Linked DNA regions of Triticum aestivum: region 1 is linked to region 2. A link is a contact called in public Hi-C data. All regions are on one chromosome and are shown on one strand. Each heading gives the region's core, a stretch centred on a gene start, on an enhancer-like site or on the middle of the called end of the contact. The rest is flanking DNA. Distances are from core to core; before and after follow the strand shown.

Evidence for each region. Hi-C and Micro-C count contacts between places; a contact is called where the count stands out from the background.
Region 1: a Hi-C map of leaf shows a contact between it and region 2, with 5 times the contacts expected there. The contact joins the promoter of LOC123097953 here to the promoter of LOC123097952 in region 2. A contact is called at or near these places in 4 of 5 Hi-C or Micro-C datasets (leaf and an unstated tissue).

The regions. Positions count from the first base shown.
Region 1 is chr4D:365,832,417-365,836,297 of IWGSC CS RefSeq v2.1, reverse strand. LOC123097953 (SH3 domain-containing protein 2) reads left to right here and starts at 2,255. Exons shown (of 10, transcript XM_044519812.1): 1 at 2,255-3,087; 2 at 3,497-3,613. The coding sequence starts at 3,028. LOC123097954 (protein ENHANCED DOWNY MILDEW 2) reads left to right here. Exons shown (of 10, transcript XM_044519814.1): 8 at 1-198; 9 at 285-356; 10 at 445-977. The coding sequence ends at 559.
Region 2 is chr4D:365,514,025-365,518,232 of IWGSC CS RefSeq v2.1, reverse strand. It overlaps LOC123097952 (LRR receptor-like serine/threonine-protein kinase FEI 1), which reads left to right and starts at 2,012. Exons shown (of 14, transcript XM_044519811.1): 1 at 2,012-2,318; 2 at 2,790-2,994; 3 at 3,086-3,221; 4 at 3,411-3,482; 5 at 3,584-3,655; 6 at 3,881-3,952; 7 at 4,173-4,208. The coding sequence starts at 2,901.

The sequences.
Region 1 (3,881 bases), core at 1,006-3,505, 320 kb before region 2:
GTGCAAGAAAAAACATGCAACATCAAAGGGTAACAAAACAACAGGAAAAACAAAGGGAAAAGAAACGTGCAGGAAAAAACATGCAACGTCGGAGGGTAATAAAACAAGAGGAAAATCAAAGGGAAGGGGAACGTGGGAAATGGACTTGGTGCTATGCAGGCGCTGCCCCAAAGCATTTCATCGGAAGTGCTTGCCAAGGTGTGATTTATGTACCGGATAGCTCGTGTTGATATTGTCTGCTTTGATGTATCTTGTTTTGTTGACCCTTTGTGCTTGTATTGTAGGAAAATCTATGGCGGTGAAGGTGAAATACAGAGGATATGGGAGACTGCGGGTGGGACTGTGTTCTATTGCAGGTAGCTTTTGCCGTCGTCCTTTTGTCATTCTCTGTGTCCTCTGTCTGTTCTACTTTCAGAGTTTGTGACAGGTGCAAAATCTTTGCAGGGATCATGAGATGGTAGAAAATCTCAGAAGTGCAAAGAGGAACCGTATTAAGTTTCGAGAAGAAAAACCTAAAGGTGCGGCTGAAAATCAAAGTGTTGAGGATGGGAACAAGTGAAGTATTCCTGTTGCGAAAAATATGGCCGGACCTGTGGTGGCCTCCCTCCATGATTTATCTTCCAACTTGTTGGAGAAAGGAAGCTTGTCTTGGGCTCTCGGCGAATCGCAAAGAGTGAAGTGAAAACTTTGGTGTCGTCTATGACAGACAACATTTATCTGCAGTCTTGCATCATTCATGTGTTGATGTGTTGATGTGGTTTATGTCCGGTGACCGTGAAACCGCTTTTGTGTGTAGCTTGACATTGTTATTTCTTACATTGCCAGAATTTGGACATTAATCAGGTAGTATGAACCGCCATTAAGACGACGCAGATGCGAGTCATCATGATAGAAATGTGCTGGCATGTCACCGGCAGGGGTCTTTCCTCCCCTTGCCCTTATCTGGTTGGTGCTTCTAATGCTAGTTTCATTTGGTTGCCCCTGGCTTGCTGTGATGATGGATGCAGGTCACACGCAGGTGCCAATCTGAACCAGCTCAGCTGAGGGCGACACTTTGCTGGGCCGCGTTGTTTACAGTTGAGCATATCATTTTTCTGTTTGGCCAGTGCTTTGCTGAGTCTGTCATGACCGGGATGGGTTGCAACGTGGCGAGTTAAGCAACTCTGAGAGCTTACCTCAGGAAGCACTCGGTTGAGATGACACGACGGTCACAAATATTTTACTGGTGAGATGAGATTAGATGACGGGGTAGGCTTGACCTCGCAGAGCCACGCGCCTACGCCGACGCGAGAGCGACCGAGCACAAGAGCGCTTGGCTGGCACCTGGCAGCAGTCAAAAGCCGGCCACCAGCACCATCTCATCCCTGGTGGTGTCGTCAGCGGAATGGCCGGCGTCTTAAACAAAAAACGAGCACGATGGCCGGCGAGTAGAACAAAATACAAAGATTTTGTCCGATGCAGATTAGATAAGCTGCGGGCCGCGGTGAGATGGCTGCAAGAAAAGCTCGAGACTCGCGAGCCGCTCAAAATCGACTCGAATTTTAGCTTGACTCGAAAATAAACGAGCTAAGTTTGGACATTTTATGTAACTCGACTAAGAAACGAGCCGGTCTCGAGTCAATACTAGCTTGCTCGATTTTAGCGCGATAGATCGACGCCTCGACATGATATCATTATGTTGAATGATCATGCCATATATTAATTGGAAATAAGATAATTTATTACCATATATGTTGCCCTTGTCCATGATTTTCTCTAGTTTCTTTACGAACAAATATGAAAGTTTAATTAAGTGCAAAGAAGATTTAGGCCTTATTTCTTTCAAAAAATATTTAGGTCTTGGGCCAATAATTTTTTCCCAATTATATGTCTATCGCGAATCATTATATTATTTGGGTACTAAACTTTCGGTTATGAGAGAATACGTCAAAATACTTTGAAGAAATTTAGATTATCATCATCTTGATTGGAGTAATAAATTTTTAGTGCTTTCTCATGTCGTGTTGACCCTTTTCTAGTTGGGATATTCATCATAGATTTATGATTCTCATTTTGCTCGAAACTAACTTGAGATCAACTCGAGATCGTTATAAGCTGAGCACGAGTCATGTTTTACAGCTCGGCTTTGAGCTTCACTCGGTTTGAGCTCGCTCGAATTTTTATATGAGTTGAGCTAAGCCAACTTCAACTCGTTCGAACTCGACTCGTTCGCGGGGGTGTTCGGCGAGACGTGCGGCACCAAGTCCACCACCACCACCACCACCATCATCGTCACCGCCACCACAGCAACCCAACAAACCGCGGAGAGGCGAGGGGCGGTTGCTCTACTGCTGCTCCCTCCTACCGCTGTACCGGCGCCGCGCTACTGCGCTCCGCCGCCGGCCCCTTCTAGCGCTTCGCTTCGCGTCGTGTAGCAGGAGAGTGCTACCAGCGGGTCGCAATGGCGTGGGACTAACGCGCGGCTCGGCTCGGCTCGACGGTCCGGATCAATTCCGTCACACGCCCAGCGTTCTCGCTTTCTCTGGAAACCGGAACACTCTCATTTGGCCATTTCTACGGTCCAGCTTAGCGGTTCGCTCTACAGTTTGGTCGGCAGCCGTCACCGTCGTCGGCCGGCGCGCTCCGTGCCCGCCGCCGCCGCCGCCTCGGTTGCGGTTGCCAGGCAGCTACTTACCTTACCGCCAGAGCGACCACGGCAGCAGCTACTGCCTCCCGCTTCCGCTTCCGCACCAACCCCACCACCACCACCACCACCACCATCGTCACCGCCACCACAGCAACCCAACAAACCGCGGAGAGGCGAGGGGCGGTTGCTCTACTGCTGCTCCCTCCTACCGCTGTACCGGCGCCGCGCTACTGCGCTCCGCCGCCGGCCCCTTCTAGCGCTTCGCTTCGCGTCGTGTAGCAGGAGAGTGCTACCAGCGGGTCGCTCCGCTTTCCCCAGCCGCTCTCCTATTATTCCCCCAATTCCTATCTACCGCCGGAGAGGCGCCGTTCGCTTTTGATCGATCCTATCGGTCGGCGCGGATGGAGGCGCTCAAGAAGCAGGCCAGCAAGCTGCGGGAGCACGTCGCCAAGCAGCAACAGGTACGGGTTCCCTTCCCAAATTCCACAAATTCAGCCTCCCGCTGATCACCGGGTCGCCGGAATTTCGCCCGGAAGTAGAAATAGGGTTCTTCCCCCGGCAATTGCTCCGCCACTCAATTCCACACAGAGTTAGTTTGAGAATTTTTGAGGTTATGGGTAGTGACCACTGTATTGGGAGAACAGAACAGAACAGCAGCCATTGGAAGGGAGGGAGTGAGTTGCATATCTATTCTTTAGGTTTCTGACACTAATCTGGACCTACTCATTTCTTGTACGTTTGACTGTGGATACCCACTTATTCGGCAGCTGAGCCTAATTTTACTTGGTCCAATAGAATGAATGGTTCGAGCATCATATGCCATGCTTCTTTGCCTGTTCCACTCTTGAGAGAGTTACATTTACGTTGCAGGCGGTTCGCAAGACGTTCAGCGCACGCCATAATCAAGACACTTCGCTTGTTGATGAAGCTGAACTTGAGTGCCACCAGAATCTCCAGAAGCTTTATAATACCACAAGAGCAGCTAAAGTATGCCTTCCTTCGGTTTGTTACCTGTGATAGATAAGAGATTACTTACGGTACATTGTACTACTGAGTTTTAGGTGTAGTATTAAGTTAATCCAACGATTGATATGGTTCGCCTAAAAGCTCAGCTTGAGGATAGCTTGGTAATTTCCGACTAGGCTAATATTCTCAGCTTTGGGTTCTCTCACCCGATCGATTCAATGCCTCCAATAATCCAGAAGGAACAGGAAAATTAACTGCTCACAACCACATGACCTTGCCTCCCTGCAAA
Region 2 (4,208 bases), core at 763-3,262:
GGACGATTGAAAAAAGTAGTTCACTCCATTTGTTGTAGCAGCTCATTACCCCTCTGTATGAAGTCCAATTTGTTTCGTGTCTCCAAATTCAGTTGACTACATCGACACTTGCAGCGCGTTTGGTTCTCGGATGTGGCTCATTTTTAAGAGTGATGTTGTTCACTTGTGCCCAATATGAAAGTGCAAAAAATTTAGCGAAACAAGAAAATAGTAATGCGGTTGACTTAGATATATGTCGACGTTCACTTGACCCCGTCTCTACTGTCCACTCTCGTTCATAAAAAATGTTGAAAAAAAGACAACAAAACTTGTTTTTGTAAAATTTACGTCCGACAAAAAAACCATGAAGTTCAGTTGCCGGTTTGCTTCAGTGCGATTTTCAGTCTAAAGCAGTGCGGTTTTCTGTCGGACGAAGTTCACTCATCGATTTGGGTGTCGCGAAAAAATAATGTCCGCATTTCAGTAATTTTAAAATCGCTCTAAAACCATAAGGATTTAGAGAGAGTGTTCTACATGAAAAAGTTGTGTCTCGTCGATATCTTTCCAACGGTGTATCATTTGAATCATCCCGGCAAGCAATTTGTAAAAATTCGCGAAAAAACGGCCACTGTCACTCCTCGTCCGCCACATCATTTTCAAAATTAATTCAAAACCATAAGGACTCTTAAAAACATTTGTACATATGGAAGTTGCGCCTCGTCCATACCTTTCCAACGGCGTATCACACCCTCGTTTCGACAAACGGTTAAAAAGCTGTAGCAAAAACAGTACAAAAGATATTAGATAGACTAGATTTTTTTGAATTTACGAGCATTTCTTTAAAATACGAATATTTTTTGAAAACACGAACAATTTTTAGAAACCCATGTGGTATTGCAGCGAACATTTTTTGAAACACAAACATTTTTCGAACTTTTATTTTTTAAAAATATTGGGAGGTACTCCAGCGAACAACTTTCTAAAACGCAATTTTTTTCCAAATTTGTGAGCATTTCTTTAAAACACGAATATTTTTCTAAGTTGAAACTTTTTGGAAACACGAACAATTTTGAAAACCTAGGAGGTACTCTAGTGAACATATTTTTAAACACAAACATTTTTCGAACTTTGAGCATTTTTTGAAACTGGGAGGCACTGTAGCTAACAATTTTTAAGATGCAAATATTTTTTCAAATTCGTGAGCATTTATTTAAAACAAGAATATTTTTTGAATTCCAACATTTGTTGAAAGTGTCGAACTATTTTTGAAAACCTAGGAGGTACTGTAGTGCACATTTTTTAAACTTTGAATGGTTTTTGAAACTGAGAGGTACTGTAGCGATTTTTGATGTTGTTGAATGCAATAACATTTTCTCCATGCATCGATCAAAACGAAGAGGGACACATGACTTAGTCAACGATCCCAGGGGTTGACTTGTCACATCAGCGAATACCAGCGAACCGCTCCCAAGGTTCAAAATAGTCCAGAATCAATGAATTCGGTGTGTTGATTTCAGGGATTGGGAGTTCAGGATTCGATTTATCTTTCGTCTACAAGTTTAAGGTTTGTTTTGGATTTTTTTCAAAAAAAGAGCCCTCTCCGCAGCAAAGAATCCGCCGCTTTTCTCGTGCAAGTGAAGAGAGAGATGTCGTTGTCACTTTGCGTGCCATAATACAAGCCCATTTTCTGGGGTATAAGTACAAACACCTTAACCCAATGATAACTGCTAAACAGCAATACGGACAACGAACTTGCTCTAAGCACAAGATTTTTCTTTAATAACAATATATAAAATCAATAAATCTAATCAGACAAATTCCGTATATCATGCAAGGCAATCTGGTAACTGAGCGATTAGCTGTTCGTCCCGTGTGGTGTGCCGCCGTCGCTGACGCCGTGCGCGGACAAAACCGCACTCTCTCACGCTCACTGCTACGACTACTCGCTCCCGCTCCAGCCCCACTCCCACACCCACCGCCACGGCGCCACGGCGCCACCGTCTGCCTAATCTCCTCGGACCCATTTACCCTCCCCCCTCACTCTGCCCAGTGCTCAGTGCTCTCAGCTCTGCTCACCACCACCACAGTGACCACACCACACCACACCACATCCAGTGCCGCTTCTTCCCACTCCCCAGCTCACATCCTCCGTCTCCCCCACCGCTAATCGTCGGTACCTCTGTTCCCCGAGCTCCTCTTCTTCCTCGAGTCCCGACCTACCAATCCCAACCCAACGCGGCTCTACCGCCCGCCGCCGCGCCGTAGCAGCCTAGCGTCGCCGCCGTCCTCCTCGCCGCAAGATCGCGCTCCTGCTGTCTCCGCCCCGCTGAGGGTTTGAGGTATGGGCTCATTCCCATCCAGTGATGCTCTTAGCTAAACCCCACCGAGCTCCAGGATTTCTGCTCTGGGCGTGCCGCTCACGCCATCTAGATCCGCTACTGGTTCCCGATTTGAGAAACGAGCCTGCCTAATGCTTCCGCCCTGTAGATTTATTTTCTTGGATTTGGGGAATCTCGAAATCAGATGCTTGAAGGCAACTAGTTCAGTTAGCCTGAAAGGATTATTTTTTGCATAAAAAGGCTGAAAATGTTGCTTCAGTTAGTTCCCATACCATCTCGAAAAAAAGTTAGCTCCCATATCATGGCCGCCAATTTCGTGCGAAAGCCCCGGACGCCGTTATCTCGAAAAATACCGCATTTGATCTGCTATTTTTTCTCCGCCGTTCAAGGCTTAAGATTTCTCTGAGCGCGTCTTTAGTTTGTTACTACTCCTATATGATTGTTGATTTGTTTTGCTTTTCACCATTGCAGGGTTGGTTGGTTGGGTTCTCTCCGATTGTAAAGATGCATACCGTATTTCCTCATTCATGACCTCTGGAATATGCTCTAGTCACCCTTGTATGCTCCACCAGGTGGTGACAAATGGGCTATTTTCTCAGAAATCAGCCCAGTTTCCTCTTTATTCTGATCATCCTGCACTTTGGGGCCCGTGCAGCAAGAGCGCTAAGTTCAGATGGTATGTGATGATGGTTGTGGCTGCTCACGGACCATTTGATTTGTTTTTCCTGCTTATCCAATACTGATCTTGCACGAACTATTTCATACAGGTGAAGCACTTCTCGCCTTTAAGAAGGCAATCACAAATTCAGATGGGATCTTTCTAAATTGGCACGAACAAGACGCGGATCCCTGCAACTGGAAGGGTGTTAAATGCGATGGTCACAGCAAGAGAGTGATTTATCTGTAAGAAACAAGAAACCACTCTGTATATTAACTCTGCTTGGTGTCATTTGCTCAACTTCTTAACCTATCCACTCACTGTTTTCCTTCAGTTATTTGGTGTTCATATTGTGGACATCATTTCCTAGTTTCAATTCATATTCAGTATTTTGTGTTGCATTGCCATAAGGTCACTCACTGCCTTCCATTTAGGATTCTCCCATATCACAAGTTAGTCGGGCCCATACCACCAGAAGTTGGAAGGCTAAATCAGCTTCAGACTTTGTAAGTGTGTTCACCTTCTCCTTTTTGCATTTCTTAACTACTTCCCGCCTTGTATATTAAAGAACTTGGTCTTTGATATAAATGTGATTTTATGTCATTAGATCACTACAGGGGAACAGTTTGTATGGTTCACTCCCTCCCGAGCTAGGAAATTGTACCAAGTTGCAACAACTGTAAGTTTTATAGTAATTCTGATTGCTACATATGTTTTTTTCTTCCATCGAATGGATGTTGGATGCTGCAACTGATAATTAATGATCATGAGGATAGCCAGTCATTTACTGTTTTGGTCACAAGCTTCTTGTATCTGTGCCAGAGAACTTCTAGCATGTAATTTTTGCTTTTATTTCTTCTGTGAAATCAGGCTCTTTTTTCGTCTGTTGTGAAATGACTTGCAGATATCTACAAGGAAATTATATAAGTGGATATATCCCTTCGGAATTTGGTGATCTGGTTGAGCTCGAGACATTGTGAGTCCTCTGTGTAGTTTTAGCTTATTTATTAAATTTGATTATTAATTTCGCATCAGATAAATACCTCATGCTAGACTAATGTCACTACATCTGCTATGGGTCATACAAGAAGGCTTGAACACAAATTATATGTATTGAAATGTAGATAAATTCACTTTCCCTGTTTAAGTAATTTAGATATTACTTCCTATTTCTGAAATATGTTTATTTTATCCAGGGACTTATCCAGCAATACGTTGAAGGGATCAATCCC